Linked DNA regions of Ovis aries: region 2 is linked to region 1. Evidence: chromatin contacts called from public Hi-C data. All regions are on one chromosome and are shown on one strand. The core of a region is the stretch at or near the end of the contact, and the rest is flanking DNA. Distances in the headings are between cores, read along the strand shown.

Region 1 (6,415 bases), core at 1,576-4,075:
GGAAGTGGACACATTGAGAGTGTGTTTTAGAGGCATCAATGATAGCACTTGTTTATTGATTGGATTTGGAAGAAAAACTTTTCTATTTTTTAGCTTGAGGAGTTGTAGCATGTAAAGTGTGAAATGCCAGTGTAGACATGACCAGCAAGCAGTTGAAATTAAGCCTAGAACTGAGGGCCTTGCCTTGGCTGGAAATCAGATTAATGAGTTCATTCTGAAGATGCTATCAAAACCTAAGTCATTTATCCTTTAAAAATATAACATGTAAGAAGAATGTTGATAGAAAGTCTAGACCAAACCCTTGGGCTCTAACGTTACAGATCAAGCTAAGGGGAGAAGTCAGAAAAGGAGCTGGAAAAGGATTGAGCACGGAGGAAGGAAAGTCAGGGAGTGACTTGTGAGCCAAATGAAGAAGAGAGTGCTCAGACGTGTCAAGTGCTGGTCAGCAAGTCAGTTGAGAACAGCAGTGGTGCTAGGATTAGGCAGATGCAGTCTCAGGGGAGTAGTAGGAATAAAAATAAGATGAATTTAGGGACTTCCCTGGTGGTCCAGTGGTTAAGAATCTGCCTCCCAATGCAGGGGACGCAGGTTCAATCCCAGGTTGGGGAACTAAGGTCCCACATGCCAAGGGGCAGCTAAGCCCACGTGCTGCAGTGAAGGCCCCACACAGCAAAAATAAATAATTTTTTTCTTTTAAAGTAAGATTAGTTTAAGCTGAAGAGAGAATATGAGGTCTAAAGACTTAACAACTTTGTGGATCTTTTCAAAGAACAAACTTTGGGGTATTTTAATTCTCTGTTTTATCTTCACTCTAATCTTCATTATTTCCTTTCTTCTGCTTGTATTGAGTTTAGTTTGCTCTTCTTTTTCTAGTTCCTTAAAGTGAATAGTTAGGTTACTGCTTTGAGATCTTTCTTTCTTTTTTTTTTTTAAATGCAGTCATTTATAGCTGTGAATTTCCCTCTGCATACTGCTTTCACTGTATCCTGTAGGTTTGGGTTATCTTGTGTTTTCATTTTCATTTGTCTCAAAGTGTTTTCTAGTTTCCCTTGTGATTTCTCCTTTGACTTATTGATCCTTTAAGAGTGTGGTGTTGAATTTCCACACAGTTGTGAATTGTCTAAATTTCCTTCTGTTACTGATGTCTTATTTCATTCCATTGTACTTGGAGAACTCGGTATGGTTTTGATCTTTTAAAATTCATCAAGACTTGTTTTGTGGCCTAACATGGGGTCTATCCAGGAGAACGTTCTCTGTGCCCTGAAGAATGTTGTTTTCTGCCACTGTTGGGTGGAGTGAGTGCTCTGTGGATGTTCACTGGGTCTAACTGCTGTATAGTATTGAGCCTTCTAGTTGCTTTTTCCATTGTGGAATGTGCAGTATTCAGTTCTCCATCTGTTATTGTTGAACCATTTCTTATTTTCATTGTCTGTTTTTGCTTCATTTGCTCTGGTGCTCTGGTTTAGGTCTGTATATGTTTGTAATCTTCTTGCTAGATTGGGTCTTCCTTATAGGGAGTAAACATCTTTGTCTCTTGTAACAGTTTTTGTCTGAACCTCTCTTTACCTGACCTTAGTATAGCCACTGCAGTCCTGTTTTGGTTACTGTGTACACGGCATGTCTTTTTTTACCCTTTTATGTTCGATCTGTTTTTACCTTTGCCTTGAAAATGTGTTTTGTGTAGATAATGTATAGTGGGGTTATATTTTAAAAATCCATTCTGCCAGTCCTGCTTTTTGATTGAGTTCAGTTCTCCACACTTCATGTAATTACTGGAAGGACTTTCTTCTGTCGTTTTTCTATTGGGTGCAAACTTGTCATTAGAAGATGAATACGTTCTGGAGGTCTGACACGTAACACTGGTGATTATGGTCAACAGTACTGCATTATATACTTCAAAATTCATTTCTGCCTTTCTTGTATCTTTTTTGTTCCTCAGTCCTCCCTTATTGCCTTCCTTTGTGTTAAATACGTATTCTCTAGTTGCCATTTTAATTCCCTTGTTGTTTCTTTTACATTATGTTCTTGAGTTATTGTATTTTCCTAGTGGTTTCTCTGGGTGGTTATAATTAACATCTTACAACAATCCATTTCTAATTAGCACTACCTTAATTTTAATAGATATAAAGCTCTGCTCATATATAACTCCATTCTCTGCCATCCCTCTGCCATATTGCTGTCACAAATTACATCTTTATTGTGTGCCCATGAACACAGATTTATAATCACTTCTTTATGCAGTTGTCCTTTAAACCAGATATGAGAGAAAAAAAAGGAGTTACAAACAACAAATATATTTTTTCTTAATGGCTCAGTGGGAAAGAATCTGCCTGCAATGCAGGGGACATGGCAGGAGCCGTGGGTTCGATCCCTGCGTTGGGAAGATCCCCTGGAGAAGGAAATAGCAACCCACTCCAGTATTCTTGCCTGGGAAATCCCGTGGTGGGCTACAGTCCATGGGGTTGCAAAAGAGTCAGACACAACTTAGCAACTAAACAACAACAATATTGTATTAGTTTCCTAGGGCTGCAAAGAACCGCAGATGGGGTGGCTTAAAGCAACAGAAGTTTATTCTCTCACAGTTCTGGATGCCAAAACTCTGAAATGAAGGTGTCGGCAGAGCTGGTTCCTTCTGGAGGCACCGAAGGAGAATCTGCCCCTTGTCTCTGGCTTCTCCCGACAGCTGCCGATGCTCAGCATTACTTGGCGTGTAGAGGCATCACTCTGATCTCTCCGCCTCCAGTGGCTTTCTCCCTGTGTGTCTACGTCTTCACAGACTGACTTACAGGCTCACCAGAAGATTGGATTAGGGGCCTACCCTCCTCCAGGATGACCTCATCTTAACTGACTGCATCTGCAACAATTCTGTTTCTAAATAAGGTCACGTCCTGAGCTGTTGGGGATTAGGACTTGAACAGATCTTTTTGGGGAAACACAATTCAACCCATAACACCAGGAACATGTCAGCACTCTTCACAGCCCTTATTTGCTGAAGTATCTCATTCTCCACCCTTTCCTCTCAAGCTTTTTAGTCGGTCTGTCCTTAGTCCCAGGTGTTCTACAGTATTGCAGGTAGCGGTGCCTAATCCACTGACTTTAAACTTCTGTTTTTCATCTATTAATTTTTGGCTGCACTGTGTCTTCGTTGGTTCCGGTGTGGACTTTCTCTCGTCGCGGCAAGCCGGGGCTACTCTGTTGCGTGCGTGCACTTCCATTGCAGTGTCTTCTCTGTTGCAGAGCACGGACTCTAGGCACAGGGGCCTCAGTAGTTACAGCACTTGGGCTCAGTAGTTGTGGCACAGGGGCCTAATTGCTCCAGGGCATGTGGAAGCTGCCCAGACCAGGGATCAAACCTGCATTGGAAGGCAGATTCCTATCCACTGCACCACCAGGCACATTTTTTGACAATTGCCCTTGGGTAGGGTAGCTGCCTCAACCCTGGCGGAATTCTTAGTTAGGCAAGATAAAGGCGAATGCTTTGAGCCAGTCCCCCCAAGAAGCCACCAGATGGTTGTCATGGACTGAACTGTGTTTCCAGACCCTCCGCCTGCTGCCCCCAACCCCTCTCAGATTCATATGTTAAAGTCCTGACTTTCATTGTAACTGCCTTTGGAGATGGGAACTTTAGGAGGTAACTGACTGCAGCCATGAAATTTAAAAAGATGCTTGCTCCTTGGAAGAAAAGTTATGACCAACCTATGAGTCGTGTCTGACTTTGCGACCCCATCAACTGTAGCCTACCAGGCTTCTCTGTCCATGGGATTTTCCAGGCAATAGTACTGGAGTGGATTGTCATTTCCTTCTCCAGGAGATCTTCCTGACCCAGGGATCGAACCCGGGTCTCCTGCATTGTAGACAGATGCTTTACCGTCTGAGCCACCAGGGAAGTCACCTATACAGCATATTAAAAAGCAGAGATATTACTTTGCCAACAAAGGTCCGTCTAGTCAAGGCTATGGTTTTTCCAGTAGTCACATATGGATTTGAGAGTTGGACTCTAAAGAAAGCTGAGTGCCAAAGGATTGATGCTTTTGAACTGGGGTGTTGGAGAAGACTCTTGAGAGTCCCTTGTACTGCAAAGAGATCCAACCAGTCCATCCTAAAGGAAATCAGTCCTGAATATTCATTGAAAGGACTGATGCTGAAGCTGAAACTCTAATACTTTGGCCACCCGATGTGAAGAACTGACTCATTTGAAACACCCTGATGCTGGAAAAGATTGGGGGCAGGAGGAGAAGGGGACGACAGAGGATGAGATGGCTGGATGGCATCACTGACTCAATGGACATGAGTTTGAGTAAACTCTGGGAGTTGGCATTGGACAGGGAGGCCTGGCGTGCTGCAGTTCATGGGGTCGCGAAGAGTCAGACACAACCAAGTGACTGAACTGAACTGAAACCGAAGGTTAGGTCAAGTCATCAGGGTGGGGCCCTGGGCTTCCCTAGCGGCTCATTCAGTAAAGAATCTGCCTGCAATACAGGAGACATTGGTTCGATCCCTGGGTCAGGAAAATCCTCTAGAGAAGGGAATGGCTATATACTCCAATATTCTTGCCTGGAGAAACCCGTAGACAGAGTAGTCTGGTGGGTTACAGTCCATGGGGTTGAAAAGAGTCAGACACAAATGGGCGACTAAGACACACACACACACACACACACACACACACACACACACACACACACACAGGGGGGCCCTAATCCAATGGGATTTATGTCCTTACAAGAGGAGGAAGAGACCCCAGAGAGCCCTCACCGAAAACTGAATTGTCCAGAACCTTGATCTTGGACTTGCCAGCCTCCAGACTGTGAAAAAATAAACTTCAACAAGCAGCCTATGCTTTTTTTTTTTTTTAACTGCTGCTTGAACTAACACATAGCTCAAAGCGAACAGCCACAACCCTCAACAAATGGGGTCCATTTTTCTGCTCTTACCTGTACCAGAAATATAGGCTGTTACTGTCAAGGCCACCCTTGAGCCTGGGAGCAGGGCTGGGACCAAAGAGAGTTAAAACGCCACCATCCTCTCTGTTTTTACTGAGATTCAGCTGTTTTTGCCTTACGCCTTTCCCTCTGGGCTGCTGCAAGGTTTTACTTACTTTCCAGGATTTTGAAAAAGTTGATTCTGACAGGGTTTGCCAGTTTATTTGCGCTTCCTTGGAGGGAAGGATTGTTTTGTAATTAATGTGTTTCTTTGGCTGAACTGGGTGTTAGTTGCGGCATGTGAATTCTTAGTTGAGGCACGTGAATTCTTAGTTGCAGCATGAGGGATCTAGATCTCTGAGGAGGGATCGAACCTGGGACCCCTGCACTGCATGCTTGGAATCTTAGCCACTGGACCACCAGGGAAATCCCTTGGAGGGAAAGACTTTTGAGGTTCCTTGTGTGTTAGTTGCTCAGTCATGTCTGACTCTTTGTGACCCCATAGACTGTAGCCCACTAGGCTCCTCTGTCCATGGGATTCTCCAGGCAAGAATACTGGAGTGGGTTGCCATGCCCTTCTCTGGGGTATCTTCCCGACCCAGGGATCGAACCTGGGTCTTCCCACATTGCAGGCAGATTCTTTACCATCTGAACCATCATGGAAGCCCCATACTGTCATACCAACACTAACACTTTGACCCCAGCATGATGTAAACATACAACCTTCTGGTCTGGAGTCAGACACACTATTTGGTTGCTCCAGGAAGCCTTCCCTTACCCTTTCATTCTCACTGCTGTTGCTCCACCGTGCTCTTCAACAATATGACGTTGACACTCCTCCCACCAAGAAGGTGGCGACCTTTGTTCCGTCCTTGAGTCTGGGTGGGAGCTTATGACAGCTCCAACCGAAAGAGGCCCACAGAGGTGACACTCGGACTTTCCAGGCTAGACTGTGAGAAGGATACAGCCTCTATAGACTTTTTTCAGGAGCTAGGGGTTGGACACTTGCCTTGGGGAACCAGCTACCATGCTGTGAGAGCCCAAATTAGCCCAGGTGGAGAGGCCCCTGGGGAGAGGAAAGGAGGCCCCAAGCTGGGACTGCCCTGGTGGCCCAGTGGCTAAGACTCCAAGCTCTTAATACAGGGGGCCTGGGTTCAATCCCTGGTCAGGGAACTAGATCCCATATGCTGCAACTAAGAATTCACATACCACAACTAAAGATCCTTCATGTCAAAGAAAGTGAAAGTGTTAGTCACTCTTTGTGATCCCATGAACTATAGCCCACCAGGCTCCTCTGTCCATGGGATTCTCTAGGCAAGAATACTGGAGTGGGTTGCCATTCCCTTCTCCAGGGGATGTTCCAGACCCAGGGATCAAAGCTGGGTCTCCCGAATTGTAAGCAGATTCTTTACCTTCTGAGCCAACAGGGAAGCCCAAATAAATAAATAAATAATAATAAATAAACTAAGACCCAGTTCAGCCAAGTAAATATTTTC
Region 2 (6,472 bases), core at 288-2,787, 310 kb after region 1:
ATGGACAGAGGAGCCTGGTGGGGCTACAGTCCATGGGGTCACAAACAGTCAGACACGACTAAGCAGTTAGGCACTCAGAGCACGTACATCAAATCATTATGTTGTATATAAAACTAATACAATGTTCTATGTTAATTATATCTCAATTGTTAAATTTTTAAATTTAAGTATCTGAAACACATTATAGAATGGACATAAGATCAATTTAATTAGCTCAAAGAATACCCACTATCTAGAAATGTATCTCCCTTTCGTGGGCATCACTAAAGATGGTAAAACAAGCACAATAAAAATTAAAAACTGTATGATTTAATCACTAGGTTGTGTCTGACTCTTATGACCCCACGGACTGTAGCCCACCAGGCTCCTCTGTATAAGAAACGCTAAACATTTATCAAATTACTTGATAAAAAAAGCCAAAAGATTTCTTTTTAAAAAAGTCATTTCTTGACTTTTTTTCTCCTTACTTATATGAAGGATCCCCAGTTGGGGAAGACTGCACCCCAGCACGTTTCCTCACTCAATTCTTTCTGACTTACAAATGTTACTATAAGGCCACCCACTCATCACTTCTGCCCCTCCACAGCTCCTCCCTCAGCCTCACCAACTCCCAGCCACTTTGGTCTGTGGAGATACCCCAAGGAGATGACAGAGACGCTACTCTGGAGACCTGTCTACCCAACTGGTGAGCGGCAGGGGCATTTCTCCACTGAATTAGCTACACTGAGGGCCCAAGTTACAGATGACAAAAAGATGCTCTTGTTATTATTATTGCTGCTGCAGTAATTGTGTGCAATTATAATTGTGCTGTTCGCACAACAATAATTAGTGAGTGCCTAGAATCAGCCATGAGCTGAGATGAGCAGTTATGTGCCTATCTCATTGAATCTTCACCAACATTATTTTACCCATTTTACAGATGAGACAAAGTGAAATTTACAAACTTAGCCAATATCACCCACTAAGTATTAGTAATAACAACTGGGAATAGACATGGTAACATATCTCCTCTCAAGGTATTGTCACTTTTTGATGATTTGTAATCAATTGTAACTTTTCCCACAAGTCTGAGGTTTGACTACAAAAAGAAAAAAAAAAAAGCAATTTAACGCAATCCCTCTTACTTTCCAAATGACTGTTCCTGCGAGGTCAAATGCAAAAGCCCCAGACTGATTTCCCAGGCCAACCACGGGAAGCACCTTGCCATCTTCTGTTCTTTTCTAACAGTTCCACATGCAAGCCATCTTCCTCTCAACATTGCCAAGATCCCTGACATCACGCGAGGGGTTGGGGGTGAGAATGTGTGAAGGAGGAAGATGGAGGGTGGGGACCCCAGCACGGAAGTCAAGAGGCTTGTCTTTCAGCCCTACTCCCACCACGAACTCCCCTCTCTGGACCACAGGTTCCTCATGGCCAAAAGGAAACATCCCCGCCAGCTTTAAATGTCTAACGATTTATGTTGCCTGGGAGTGTCATCGCACTGGTGGTGCCCGGAGGTGTGGACACAGCACCCCCTACCGGCAGCCTCTGGGCAGTGAGGCCGTGGTCACACACTCTGCCTGCTGGTTCTGCCTTGGAGCTGCGGGAGCTGGGAGGACGGTGGGAAAGGGCAGCAAGGGGGAAAGTGGTTCAGACTTGCCCTCAGCTCATCCCCCCTCTCTTCCTCCCCTCTCTAAACTGCCCTGTGTTCCGATGAAACAAACGTGCTTGGAAATCAGATGGGCAAAGGTTTCAATGATTACAGAATCATTTAGGTGGGAGTCAGATGGGTGGAGGGCCTCCCCAGTGGCTCAGCGGTAAAGAATCCACCTGCAATGCAGGAGACGTGGGTTCGATTCCTGGGCCGGGAAGATCCCCTGGGGAAAGGAATGGCAACCCACTCCGTTATTCTTGCCTGAAAAATCCCATGGACAGGGGAGCCTGGCGGGCTACAGTGCATGGGGTTGCAAAGGGTTGGACACACTGCACAGCAGCCCGAGCAGATGGTGGGGGTGGGGCAGCTGGAAAGTCTTGTGCTCAGCCTTGTTGATAACAAAAAGCCACAAGTCACAAAACTTAAAAAAAAAAAAAAAAAAAGAAAAAAATATTCTCTCCAAGGTAGGTATACATCTATTCTCTGAAAGTGGAAAATTCCTTTATAGATTTTGTGTGTGCTGGTTTAAAATATCAGGCAAGTAAAGATTCTGAGCTTCCCCCTAAGCTGTGCTTGTCAGCTTCAACAGTCTGTCCTCTGAGCCTGCTCACCTTCCAGGCTGAAAACAAGCCCCAGGCACTTCATTTTTCAGCAAGGCAACCTGCCCTTCCAAGGTCTCCCGCCTGAGCTCCCTTCCTCATGCGGGCATCTGATGGGGATCGTGGGCCCTTTCACCTTACACTCTAGATAAACACACATAAAGTATTCACATATTTTTTAAAAGACCATTTAAAAACCATTTCTTGAGGTGAGAGGTACTTAATTGCTCAATTGTATCCAACTCTTTGCAACCCTTTGGATTGTAATTTGCTAGGCTCCTCTGTCCACGGGATTTTTCAGGCAAGAATACTGGAGTGGGCTGCTGTTTGCTCTTCTAGGGAATCTTCTCGACCCAGAGATCGAACTGACATCTCTTGTATCTCCTGCATTTCAGGCAGATTCTTTACCCTCTGAGCCGCTGGGGAAGTCCAAACCATTTCTAAAGGCTTTAGAGATTTTCTTTTTTAAAACGACAACCTCCGAGCCTCGAATCTGCAGCCCACAGTAGAGCAGAGCAATGGACTTAATCATGCCTCAGTTGCCTTGCTCCTCCCACTCACCTGGTCCTGAAACCCCATGTGAAGACAGAGCTGTGTTGCTACCACCCTGTACCCCTCTTTATTGATGTTCACCTCCTCCTGTGAGCACAAGATCAGAGGAGAGAAAGGGTGGAGTGGAGGGGGGGGGGCGGGTTGCATCCAAGGGGACAGGTGGAAAGAACAGGGTTTGGGCATCAAAGAGCCAGTATCAAGATAGCATCCTATGGTGTCCACTCAGGCCAGGCCCCAAGGAGAACTCAATCTGTGCTGAAGTCTATTTCATAATAGGCTCCAGAAGGTCTTAGGTGTTGTTGTTTAGTCTCTAAGTCATGTCCGACTCTTTGCGACCCCATGGACTATAGTCCGCCAGGCTCCTCTGTCCATGGGATTTCCCAGGTCCGAAGGTCTCATTTGCCCAATTCACAGAGATGTTGACCTGCTCTCATCTTCATGATCGGAAGTTTAGCCTGTTCTCCCAGTTCCCCACCTGTGGTCCATTCCCCCCCATGAATGCTTGCCCAAAGTCAGCTGCAGTGACTCTGCTTCTTCTCCCATCTTCTGGATCTTTTCTCTTCCTTTCTATTCTTCCGAATGTAAGCCGACTAAAACCAATATAAATTCATTTTTCTTCCTCCCCTAACTCCACGTCTGCTCAGGAAAAAGTTTAGAGCAAGAGCTGACAGAGGTGGGTTTTCTACAGTGAACTAGGGAGAGCCCCAAACTGGAAATGCTGAAGGTAGAGTCTTTTTCCCACCTCTTGAATCTAGACTAGCCTTGTAATTAATTTCGCTTTGGCCTATAGAAAGATGCTGTGTGACTTCCACAGCCTAGGAGACAGTATAGTTTCTGCTTTGCTTCCCTGAAACATTGCCTGGATCACCATGGAAGGAAGCTGGTTTAGCCTAACAGAGAATGAGAGGTCCTGAGAAAGAGATCCGAGGCGTCCAGCCAGCAGTCAGCGCCCAGTGCCCACTGTGTGAGCGTGAGTGATGAACCCATCCAGCCCAGGTGAGACCAACAGAGAAGCAGGCCAGCCAGCCCAGAAGCAGGAGAAAGGACGCATCGCTCTTATTTAAAGCTGCTCAGTTTCGGGGTGTTTCGGCAGCAAGAAATAACCAACATGTACACTTCTATTGTTTCTCTGTGGTTTTTGGAATAAGATACCAGAATGGGATTCTTTCTGCATTTCTTTTGCCCGAGGCACCAATATGATAGATATCAGATACCCACGTGAATGGGAAACAAACCCCTTACACAGAATTCACAAAGGAAATTATCAAGACCTGGCTCCACCATTCCCGAACGCCCCATTCAGATGAAGAATAGCAAAGACTTAGAAGGAAATGTGAATGAGCTGTGAGCTGAATACTCCCAAGGAAAGAGGGCAGAGAGCCGTGACTCCTTCATCTCAAGCCCAGTGAAGTGGGCTTACGTGGACCCCTTGGAGAAATTTGAAATTCAGTAAGTCTGCTTCATATGCAGCAGCACGCTGAGAGCTCATTCGTAAATCCAATTTGTTCATAAATCCAACGTTAGCTTAAGTACCAACTGACATAGTAGGCCATGTAACACTGTACTGTAATAGGTTTATAATACTTCTCACAGAAATAATACATAAAAAAAAAACAAACAAAAAATAAAGAAAATATTTTGAATCTTACAGTACAGTGCCTTGCAAAGTACAGTAGTCCGGTACAACAGCTGGCATACAGCGGCTGACATCGAGTGAACAGACAAGGAGAATTACTGAGTGGAGGAGAGGAGGTGGGAGATGGTAGAGCTGAAGGATTGTCAGCAATAGGAGATGAAGGGCAAGCTGCAGTATCACTCACGTCTGACGCTGATGGCACAGGTTTTGGTTCCTTGCTGGAATCAGATGCACTTTCACATCTTTGAAAGTTTGTAACGTAAAGGTTTGTATATAGGGGACTTACTGTAGAGCTGGCAAACAGCACACACGGTGGGCCCTGGATTCATGCTTTCTATATAAAGAGAGGGCTGTGGCAGTAAGGCAGAGGTGTGGGGGGGCCATATGCTCTTTCGGGGTTTCCTGGCTGATGTGTGTCTTGTGGACCAACTGTGATCACTCCGAAGAGAAAGCTGGGGTGGGATCAGCTTGGCTTCTGTCTCATAGGCCCACCTACAGAAGCCGAAAGACCTCAGCAGCAAGAAAGTGGAGATGTGCACTGAACTGATAGGATCTTAGAAAGAAAACAAAAGAGATCTCCTGGAATATAGATGCACCTTCTTATGCCCAGAAACATCAACAACCTCAGATATACATCAACAAACATCTGCCTCATAATAACCTTATGGCAGAAAGCAAAGAGGAATTAAAGAGCTTCTTGATGAGGGTGAAAGAGGAGAGTGAAAAAGCTGGCTTAAAATTCAACCTTCAAAAGACGAAGATCATGGCATCCCGTCCCATCACTTCAAGGCAACTAGATGGGGAAAAAGTTGAAACAGTGACAGACTTTATTTTCTGGGCTCCAAAATCACTGCGAACAGTGACTGAAACCATGAAATTAAAAGACGCTTGCTCCTTGGAAGAAAAGCTATGACTAATCTAGACAGCGTTTTAAAAAGCAGAGACATCACTTTGCCAACAAAAGTTCATGTAGTCAAAGCTATGGTTCTTCCAGTAATCATGTACAGATGTGCGAGTTGGACCATAAAAAAGACTGGGTGCTGAAGAACTGATGCTTTCAAACTATGGTGCAGAAGAAGACTCTTGACAGTCCCTTGGACAGCAAGGAGATCAGACCAGTCAATCCTTAAGGAACTCAACTCTGCATATTCATTGGAAGGACTGACGCTGAAGCTGAAGTGCCAATACTTCGCTCACTTGATGTGAAGAGTCGACTCAGTGGAAAAGACCCTGATGCTGGGAAAGACTGAGGGCAGGAGGAGAAGGAGGCAGCAGAGGATGAGATGGTTGGGTGGCATCACCGACTCAATGGACATGAATTTGAGCAAATTCTGGGAGATACTGAGGGACAGGGAAGCCAGGTGTGCTGCAGTCCATGGGGTCACAAAGAGTCGGACATGACTTACCGATTGGACAACAACAATGCCCAGAAGACTGTAGGAAAGAGATGACCGATAATGTGGGTTTCTAAAGATCCCGCAACAAGGCCCAACAAGGGAAAGAGTCCATCAAACACTGGCCTGTTTCAGAGAGTGGGAAACCAACCTTGCTGAGTCCTTTGTTCCTAACCTGCCCACCCAATCCTCAGGGACTCAAAAACCAGCTGGCAAACTGAAAACTCTAGGGAGGCGAAAGGCACGAGGGAGAGACCACAGATGACTGTCACCTGTCCACCATCGCTCCCAAGGCAGGCCCCCAGCCTGACGCGGGCTTCAGAATAGAAAGGAGAAGAGGGTCAACGTTCACTCAAGTTCGAAGGTTCGATTCTCACCTTGGCCCGGACATCCTAATTTCTGAATTGAGACAGAGTGCAGCTTAGAATGACATGAGGACTATTTTCTAAGAACGAGTTGAAAAGTCACAGGCCTGCTGAGTTTTTACATCCACCTTCCTCTATTCAATAAAATTTAAAGGGCAACAAGGAGAAAAAGCAATATTTTGATGACACCATTAATTGTGTTTGTTGGACGTGCTGGTTAATTTATTCTGTTCACCATTTCTCCAGAATATACTTTTTTCTTTTTTTGTATCAACTTCTTCGAAAGTGAAAGT

Evidence for each region. Hi-C and Micro-C count contacts between places; a contact is called where the count stands out from the background.
Region 2: a contact with region 1 is called in a Hi-C map of tail adipose tissue, with 4 times the contacts expected there. The contact joins two enhancer-like sites. A contact is called at or near these places in 12 of 16 Hi-C or Micro-C datasets (blood, hypothalamus, liver and 7 more).

The regions. Positions count from the first base shown.
Region 1 is chr6:97,971,301-97,977,715 of ARS-UI_Ramb_v3.0, forward strand. No RefSeq gene overlaps it. Among named protein-coding and RNA genes, the nearest start is that of HNRNPDL, 46 kb to the left of the region's middle. Within about 2 kb of position 2,826, at least 6 of the 54 cell types and tissues checked have an H3K27ac peak or open chromatin away from gene starts, as enhancers often do.
Region 2 is chr6:98,279,859-98,286,330 of ARS-UI_Ramb_v3.0, forward strand. The region is part of intron 1 of SCD5 (stearoyl-CoA desaturase 5); the gene reads right to left. Among named protein-coding and RNA genes, the nearest start is that of TRNAG-CCC, 13 kb to the right of the region's middle. Within about 2 kb of position 1,538, at least 7 of the 54 cell types and tissues checked have an H3K27ac peak or open chromatin away from gene starts, as enhancers often do.